Regions from separate parts of the Oryctolagus cuniculus genome. Here region 1 is linked to region 2. A link is a contact called in public Micro-C data. All regions are on one chromosome and are shown on one strand. The core of a region is the stretch at or near the end of the contact, and the rest is flanking DNA. Distances in the headings are between cores, read along the strand shown.

Evidence for each region. Hi-C and Micro-C count contacts between places; a contact is called where the count stands out from the background.
Region 1: a Micro-C map of ear pinna shows a contact between it and region 2, with 4 times the contacts expected there. The contact joins the enhancer-like site here to the promoter of COX6A2 in region 2. A contact is called at or near these places in 2 of 6 Hi-C or Micro-C datasets (ear pinna and an unstated tissue).

What each region holds. Positions count from the first base shown.
Region 1 is chr19:5,990,230-5,995,210 of mOryCun1.1, forward strand. No RefSeq gene overlaps it. Among named protein-coding and RNA genes, the nearest start is that of TRIM72, 18 kb to the left of the region's middle. Within about 2 kb of position 3,547, at least 1 of the 8 cell types and tissues checked has an H3K27ac peak or open chromatin away from gene starts, as enhancers often do.
Region 2 is chr19:5,796,705-5,801,283 of mOryCun1.1, forward strand. COX6A2 (cytochrome c oxidase subunit 6A2) reads left to right here and starts at 2,358. Exons shown (of 3, transcript XM_002721729.5): 1 at 2,358-2,705; 2 at 2,828-2,964; 3 at 3,068-3,191. The coding sequence starts at 2,633. The coding sequence ends at 3,151. ITGAD (integrin subunit alpha D) reads right to left here. Exons shown (of 30, transcript XM_051834950.2): 30 at 4,188-4,579. The coding sequence ends at 4,542.

The sequences.
Region 1 (4,981 bases), core at 2,297-4,796, 190 kb after region 2:
TGATCAGGTTTGTGAGCTAGAAGACCATGCCTTCACCACACCCCTACTTGGCCATACCTGTGTGCCCACTGGCCAATCAGGTTAGTTAACCACTCCCCTTTGGCAGCGGATTAAAAGCCTGGGACACGGTGGGCACACTCCCTTTTTTGGCCTTTTGCCATCGTGGGCCCGTGCTGCCCTGTGCCTCCAGGGCGTGTGGCCTCCGGGCCACCTGCCTCATGCTTCCTGGCCTACATGCCCCTCCACATGGCCAGCTCCTGGTGCTCGGTATGAATCCGTATTTCTCTCTTGGATAGGGACCTCACTCTCCTATGCACCCTTCTGAATAAAAAGAACGTTAAAAAAAAAAAAAAAAGTCCCTGCCTGCAATGCTTGCATCCCTTCCATCAGCTGGTTCAAGTCCCAGCTACTCCACTTCCTGCTCATGTGCCAAGGAAAGCAGCACCAGAATGTACAAGTGCGTGGGAGACGCAGAAGGGACTTCAGGCTGCTGAGACCTGGCCCAACCCTGCCCACTGCAGCCATCTGGGGTGTGAACCAGGACAGGGAAGATCTGCTCTCCCTGTCACTCTGCCTTTCAGAACAATTATTTCATTTTATTTGAAGGTCAGTTACATAGAGAGGAGAGACAGGACTTCCCTCTGCTGATTCACTCCCCACATGGCCACAATGGCTGTGGCTGGGCCAGGCCACAGCAGGGAGCTTCTTCGGTGCAGGGGTCCGAGCACTCAGACCACCTTCTGCTGCTTTCCCAGGCCATTAGCAAGGAGCTGCACTGCAAGCAAAGCAGCCAGGACTTGAACCAGTGCCCATGAGACACCAGCGCTGCAGAGTTTGAGTTAACCTGCTGCACCAGTTCCAGCCCCTCGAATATCTTTAAAAAAAAAAAAAAAAAAATTATTTGAAAGAGTTAGAGAGAGGAGAGAGAGAAAGGTCTTTCATGCACTGGTTCACTCCCCAATTGGCCAGAGCTGTGCTGATCCAAAGTTAGAAGCTTCTTCCAGGTCTCCCATGTCACGTGGGTGCAGGGGCCCAAGGACTTGGGCCATTTTCTACTGCTCTCCCAGGCCATAGCAGAGGTGGATCAGAAGTGGAGCAGTCGGGTCTCGAACCGTTGCCCATATGGGATGCCGACACTGCACGCAGCAGCTTTACCCACTAGACCACAACACTGGCCCCTCAAATATCTTTTGAAAACTTTCTTCGGGGCCTCCTTTCTCCTTTGGGGAGTAAGGGATACAAGGAGAACAGAGTTCTATAGCTCCCCAGATTTTAGGCATGGTCTTTACAGTTAACAGGCATTAAGTTCCACAGCCGAAAAGTTTTAAGTTCAAGTCCCAGCCCCACCTCTGAATATGAGCAGCCCCTCTGTAAGGTAGAAAGAACAGGATACAGTACCTGGCACACAGCAAGGATGTTTTTGTTCATTGTTCTCCATGACCTAGCAGTGACACCTGAGCACTCCCATCTCCCCAGTACTGTTCCAGAGTGCCCCTCCAGCCCCACAAGGTCCCCCCACCCCGAGTCTTGGCAGTCGTGCTCAGGTTTTTCAAGGCCCAGCCCCATTCCAGATGACCCCACTCCCAGCACCTCAGAGCACATCAAACTGAAGGAGTCTGCAAGCACCCCAGGCCCTGTGCCAAGGACTCCTTCCATAATGGAGGGAAGGAGCGTAGCATTTGGAAAATATAGTAAGTATGGTTTGCTAAATCTTCCATTCAAATTCCCTAAAACTTCTTGAACAAGGGACTGACATTGTGGTGTAGTGAGGAAACACCAGCATCCCAGATGGGTCTGGTTCAAGTCCCGGCTGCTCCACTTCCAATCCAGCTCCCTGCTATGACCTGGGAAAAGCAGATGATCCAAGTGTTTGGGCCCCTGCACCCACGTGGGAGAATTGGAAGAAGCTCCTGGCTTCAGCTCAGTCCTGGCCATTGTGGCCATTTTGGGAACCAGTGAATGGAAACATGTTCTTTCCAAAAAAAAAAAAAAAAAAAGACTTGGAACAAGACAAAAAGCAGCCAGTGCTGGGGGCTGGCACTGTGGCATAGCTGGTTAAGCTGCCACCTGCAACGCTAGCATTCCATATGGGCACCAGTTTGTGTCCCAGCTGCAAACACAAAGCAGTGCTGGCTGGACTTGCTGCTAATTACCAAAACAGCCCACACACAGGACCTGGCCCTAGACAGCACTGTCCAAGTAACAAGATTTATACCAAGGCAGAGGGATGGGAGTGAGCAAGAAACAAGATTACAAGTCATTCCAAACGTGTGGAACCAACTGCATCAACACCAGCACAGCACCTGTCCAAGACACACATCTCACGCCTCGCCTGGTCCTCCTGAACTAGAATCCCAACTTGACTAGCTTGACTGCTAGGTGATTGACGAATAATCAGGTCTTCCGAAAGTTTATGGACAATGCACGATGATGACTGCCGGCGCCATGGCTCACTAGGCTAACCCTCCACCTGCGGCGCCGGCACACCGGGTTCTAGTCCTGGTCGGGGCGCCAGATTCTGTCCCGGTTGCCCCTCTTCCAGGCCAGCTCTCTGCTGTGGCCCGGGAGTGCAGTGGAGGATGGCCCAAGTGCTTGGGCCCTGCACCCCATGGGAGACCAGGAGAAGCACCTGACTCCTGCCATCGGATCAGCGCGGTGCGCCGGCCGCAGCGCACCAGCCGCGGCGGCCATTGGAGGGTGAACCAACAGCAAGGGAAGACCTTTCTCTCTGTCTCTCTCTCTCTCTCACTGTCCACTCTGCCTGTCAAAAAAAAAAAAGAAAATGCACGATGATGGAAAGTATGCAAGGATATCAACTGATTGGCCCTAAAACAAGTTCATCTTCTATTACCCATGTATGTATTCAAAATTAGACATACAAGTTAGACATCCCTAATCCGAAAAGCTCCAAAATCCAGGCCAGCACTGTGGCATCATGGGTAAAGCTGCTGCCTTGCAACACTGGCATCCAACAAGGACACCTGCTCAAGACCCAGGTGCTCTGCTTCTGATCCAGCTCCCTGCAAATGCACCTGGGAAAGCACAGGAAGATGGCCCAAGGGCTGTGGCCCCGGCAGATACGTGGGAGACCCAGAAGTAGTTCGGGGCTCCTGGCTTCTATCTGGCCCAGTCCCGGCCGTTGTGGCCATCTGGGGAGTGAACCAGTGGTTGGAAGACCTCTGTCCAAAAAAAAAAAAAAAAACCACCTCAGACTGACGTAGGTTTGAACGGGCCTTCTGTGTAGGTAGAGATCTGCTTTTTTACATCAGGGACACAGAAAGTGAAATGAACCAGCTTTCCCCCAAACGCTGGGAAATCAAAGCAAAAAAAAAAAAGTCAGCCTAGAATCTAACAGCCAGGGCCCCACAGCCACTAGGGGGCAGTGAAGCCCTGAGGCGCCTGAGCTATGCAGCACTGCCACCTCCTGGTCAGACACGCACAGGCAAGCCGCCGCCTGGAAAATCCAGGCCCCACCACCCACCCAGCCTGGCCTCAATCGTCCCATACCCAACCCTCGTCCCATACCCAACCCTCGTTCTGGCAACTCAAGCTGGCTCCACATTTCCTCAGTCTTCAACTGGTTAGGCTACTGCGTCCCATCCCTGCAATTCCAACACTGGTGGCCCTCAACTGCTTTCCAGTTAAAGAAGTCCCTCTCACCGGGCCAGCGCTGTGGCATAGCAGCTAAGCAGCCACCTGCCGCCATCCCAAACTGTACTGTTGACTGTGGCATAGCAGCTAAGCAGCCACCTGCCGCCATCCCAAACTGTACTGTTGACTGAAGTCCCGGCTGCTCCGTTTCCAATCCAGCTCCCTGTTACACGCCTTGGGAAAAGCAGATGGCCCAAGTATGGAGCCCCGCCACCCATGTGGGAGACCTGGCTTCAGCCTGACCCAACCCCAGCCACTGCATCCATTTGGAGAGTGAACCAAGAGATGGAAAATCTCCCTATCAATCTTTCAATTAAAATAAATCTTAAAAGAAAAACCGCCCCTCTCTAGCACCATACCCAAGACTTAGAGCTATAAAACCATAGTCCAAGAAACCTGAGAGTACTATCATTTTTTCCAGACCCAAACAAAGTCCTTTCTTCAACTGTGTTCCTGCCTCCGGAATACTAGATTTGAACTTTAAGTCTCCAAAAGCTCTTCCTAATGCTAACCACCTAAAAAGTCCTCAGGTCAAATCTGTTAGCAAGGTCCCCTTGATAATACTTTCAAAAGCTAGCACCACAAAGTTAAAGCCTCTGAAACTTTTCTCCTACAATTGTAAGGGTTTGTGGGTTTTGTCTGTGTGTGTGTGTTTTAAGATTTATCTGGGCCGGCGCCGCGGCTCACTAGGCTAATCCTCCGCCTAGCGGCGCCGGCACACCGGGTTCTAGTCCCGGTTGGGGTGCCGGATTCTGTCCCGGTTGCCCCTCTTCCAGGCCAGCTCTCTGCTGTGGCCAGGGAGTGCAGTGGAGGATGGCCCAGGTGCTTGGTCCCTGCACCCCATGGGAGACCAGGAAAAGCACCTGGCTCCTGGCTCCTGCCATCGGATCAGCGCGGTGCGCCGGCCGCAGCGGCCATTGGAGGGTGAACCAACGGCAAAGGAAGACCTTTCTCTCTGTCTCTCTCTCTCACTGTCCACTCTGCCTGTCAAAAAAAAAAAAAAAAAAAAAAAAAAAAAAGATTTATCTGAAGTGGAGTTAGAGGGAGAGAGAGGTCTTCCATCCACAGGTTCACTCCCCAAATGCCTGCAATGGCCAGAGCTGAGCTGATCCAAAGCCCAGAGCCAGGAGCTGCTTCTGGGTCTTCCACATGGGTGCAGGGGGCCCAGGGACTTGGGCCATATTCTACTGCTATCCCAGGCCATAGCAGAGAGCTGGACCAGAAGTGGAGCAGCTGAGACTAGAACCCATACCCATATGGGATGCTGGAGTCACAGTGCTGGCCGCTACACTAATAATTTAAGATTTTGAGAGGTAGGTAGAGAGGGAGA
Region 2 (4,579 bases), core at 1,108-3,607:
CGGGACTAGAACCCGGTGTGCTGGCACCGCAGGTGGAGGATTAGCCTATTAAGCCACAGAGCTGGCCAAAGCTCAGTTTCATCTCAGGGCTCGGGGATACTTTAGTAACACGTGACAGTTCGACAAGGTCCCTAAAATAAAACAGCAGCAACCTCTTGGAAGCTCCTTGAGGCCGTCCAGTGGGGCTGGGGGCAACTGTGGGCCTCCTCGGTGTAGTTAGAATGTCCTTCACAAGCAGGCTGTCAGCTGTGGCTGGAAAGTTTGTAACCAGACCCACCAGCATCTCCCCCACTAGTAGCTTCTGGTGCTGCATGTGTGACCTTGTGGCTTTAAATCACACTTTCAGGGTGGGTGCAATCTTTCACCCTGAGCTGGCAGGGGAAGGGGCTGAGCCCCTAGGGAGAGGTGGAACAGCTCCAAGAGATCCTGGCTATCTTGTGTGACCTCACAGTTTTAAACCATGCTTTCAAGTGTGTTGCAATCTTCCACCCAGAGCTAGCAGAGAAGGGGGTTGAGCCCCTGAGGGAGAGACAGGCTGTCTCAGGAGACCCTCCCCCCACTATCTCCATGAGCCCCAAGCCAATCAACATACACTATATGAAAACTCTGTCCTATGGCCACCCATAATAGGATAACCCAATGAACAGATAGTAATGCATTTAACTGCGACACTTCCTCGGGCATTCTAACTGCTCTCCTCCAAGGCAAGACGCTTTTTCCATAGCTTGCTAATGAAATAAAAGTTTCTTTTCTGTGAAATAAAAGTTTTTGCCTCTTTGAAATTGTTTTGCAGCTTCTTATTTCTACAGTAAGCTAAGGAAAACAACCCACGACTCTCACTCCTGAAATCACCCTCCCCTCCGATATGGGCAACTCTACTGTTCAGTTGAGAATCCGAGAAGAGGCAGGTACACAGCCCCTTCAGGAAATGCACCTTCCTCACTGTTCCACTTGGGTTCCTCGGCCTTTGCTCACAGCTGAGGCATCCTGCTGGACGGCTGCTCTGAGATACCATTTCTGCAGGGGCACAATGCAGCATGCTCACCCATTTATCAAATACGGGTTTCAGGACAGCCACTCCGTGCCGGGTGCTGAGGATGAAACGGTGAGCGCGCCCAGCCCTGCGGCTTTCCCGAGAGCTGCTGGGGTCTAGGGTTGCTGCGGTCCTGCCCAGGCTTTCCAGGCCGAGTTTCAGACTGCAAGGACCTGATAGGCACGGTCAGGTTCGTGGCTACCCCGGATCTTTTCAATGTTCTTCCTGTGTTTGGGGATTTTCTCTGCAACGCAGTTCCCACTCCACGCAGCTGAAGGCAGAACTCTCCTTCCCAGCCTTTCACAGAGCAAGGGCGAAGCAGTGACGCAGGCACAGCTGATGGGTGCACCTGTGTGGCCTGCTGACTCAGCGGAGAGAGATCCGAGGGCACAGGCTTGGTGCAGCGCTCCTTTGGGTGCAAAACGGAGTGTGGTGTGAGCGTGTGGCTCTCCAGGCAGCGCTGACAAAGGTTCTGGCAGCCGGGGTGCAGCAGTGGGGCCCTGGTGGGCTCTCGGGGCAGCTGGCCCACACGGAGGCTTCTGGCTGTGCGGTTTGCAGTGGCCATAGCAGAGACACTGTGGGCTACCCATGGTTCTCACATGCTGACCTTATACCATGCTGAGAGTGAGCCCTGCTCCTTGCAAAGAACTGTGACTTGACCGGTGCACTTCCAGGTCAAAGGGCATGAAGGGCAGGTGTGGGGTCAGCAGGGCAGACGCAGCTTGGGATGCCTGCATCCTGCAGAGCAGGGCCTGGGTCTGATCCCAGCTCCACCTCCAAAACCAGCTTCCTGCAGGTGCATCCTGGGGCAGCAGAAGGCAGCCCAAGTAGTGGAGTCCCTGCCCACCCACATGGGAGACAGGGGTTGAGTTCTGGGCTCATGGCTTCCGTCCAATGCCCTCTCTGCTGTGGGAATTAGGGAAATGAACAAGGGTATGGAGATCTCTCTCTCTCTCTCCCTCCCCCCCTTCTCCTCTGTCTCCATCTGCCTTTCTAAGTAAAATTGAATAAATCCAGCTCTCTGCTAATGTACCTGAGAAAGTAGCAGAAGATGGCCCAAGTGCTTGTACCCTGCATCCCTGTGGGAGACCTGGATGAAGCTCCTGGTTCCTGGCTTTGGTATACCCAGCCCTAGCCATGGCCAACATCTGGGGAGTGAATCAGCAGATGGAAGAAATCTGTCTTTGTCCCTGCCTCTGCCTCTCCCTTTCTGTAACTCTGCCTTTCAAATGAATAAATAAATCTTTTTTTAAAAAATGACCAAGCAGAAGACACAACGAATTTCACAAATATTTATTAAAAGCATACCCTGTGTCAGCCAATTAGCCTAGGTACAGCATGAAATACTCCTCTGCAGCCACAGTAACACTGGCATTTCAGACTCCAGATGCCTGCCTGCTTGCTAAGATAAAAGGCAGCTGAGGGCAGCTGTCCGCAGAGCCCTCCTGCCAGTCAGGGCCCATTTTAAAGATAGAATCGCCCTAAAAATAGGCTGGCACGTCCCAGGCTGGACAGGTGATTGGCCAGAGAGAGGGGAGGAGAGTGCGGCCTGGGGGAAGGAGCCTGCAGCACAGAGTCCTGCCCAGAGTCCTCAACGCCATGGCCCTGCCGCTGAGGGCCTTGAGCCGGGGCTTGGCCACCGCAGCCAAGGGCGACCACGGAGGCGCTGGAGGTGAGTGGGGCCGCGGCCTACCCCTGCCCACCTAGTCCACCCCGCGGTCCTGGAGACCGCCCTCCCCCAACAACGAGGCCTCCTCGGGCCTGGCTCACGAGCCTTCCCCTGGCCGCCCGCAGCCAACACCTGGCGCCTCCTGACCTTCGTGCTGGCGCTGCCCAGCGTGGCCCTGTGCACCCTCAACTGCTGGCTCCACGCGGGTCACCGCGAGCGCCCCGAGTTCATCCCCTACCACCACCTGCGCATCCGCACCAAGGTAGGCGGCCGAGGCCCTGGCACGGGGCGGGACGTGGGGCAGGACGAGGTGCGGGACCCCAGGCGGGCGGCGCTGACCTGTGCTCCCCTCCCTCTCTCCACAGCCCTACTCCTGGGGGGACGGCAACCACACGCTTTTCCACAACCCGCACTTCAATGCCCTGCCCACGGGGTACGAGAACCCCTGAGCCCGGGCGGCCCAGGCCAATAAAGGTGTAGAAGCCCCGAGTCCGGCTTGCGGGACGGCGGGATGGGCGGGACCGCGCGCAGGTGCAGTGCCCTTGGCGCACCATGTGCTTCCTCCCCCTTGTCCCCATCGCTGACTCGGGGGTATCCGAGGCCGTGGCCTTCGTGAGCAAGTGGGAGACCCCGCGCCTCAGCCTCCGGTCGTTAACCGGGACTAGGCAGCAAAGGGCTTTCCCTTACATGGAATTGTCACAGGAACGGGGAGAGGGGACAAGATAGACTCGCTGAGGTGCCGGGAGATTCAATGGCTGGTCTCGGCTCAGGCAGCTGGGACGCGAGGTCACGAGCGAACCAAGGCCGCAGACCCTGCATCCCCACTGTCCCTTGACGCGCACAGCCCAGAGTAACAGCCTCTGAACTCCGGCCACCTGGAGGAAACCCCATCTCAATCGTGGGCTCTGAGCCAATGCGTGCGGCCTCGGGTCCTAAATCTTTACACGGAATATTCTAGTCATGCTCTTTCGGGGTAGTCTGGGAAATCAGCTCCTTCCTGGAAGCTTGGACTTTCTGGCTTTTGGAGACCAAATTCAGGGCGGCACTGGTGCAAATGAGCTGCATGTCTCATTCACCTCCTAGGACAGCCTGCCCACTGACCGGACAGAAGCCGCTACTGAGACCCAGGACACACACGCACATACATGCACACTCACACACACAGTCACACAGGTGCACACGTGTGCCAACACACATGAGCACACACATGTACACTAACACACATGCATATGTATAAACATACATGCATACATGTGCGCTCCCACACACAGATGTACACATACAAGCACACTCATGTACACTCACACATGTACATTAGCACATACATATGCAGGTGCACATGTTCATGCACACACATGTACATTCACAGATGACACTAGCACACACACTACAATCACACACACATGTGCACGAACACGACCTTCCCCACTCTCCTTATATTCCTCATGGAACATCAGGCAAAGACGACCTCCGGCCCAGGCACCAGAGAAAAGCAAGACAACTTTTTCTGTACACATAAGTAGGTTCTCTCAACTCTACCTCTGGTAGCATGCCAGTGCCTGCATTAGGGCATTTTCCATACAAGGCAAATGCATCACCGACATCCTCATTCCACGTGGCCATTCTTCTACACGTGCACACCCTGCCTCCTGCGTCAGCAGTGCTGTCACTGGAGCATGGCAGAGGTGCAGAAGTAGAAGAACCTTTCCACCGTTGGGATGGGGCTCAGCACCCAGGGGATGCTCAGACCAGTCGACCCTTGCAGAGGTTGCACCCACGGAGACAGCTTTCCAGTGGGAGGCAGGACCAGCCCCGGGAGGAGACGGGCAGGAGAGGGGATCACTGGGACAAAGGCAAATCTGAAGCCCCGCAGCTGG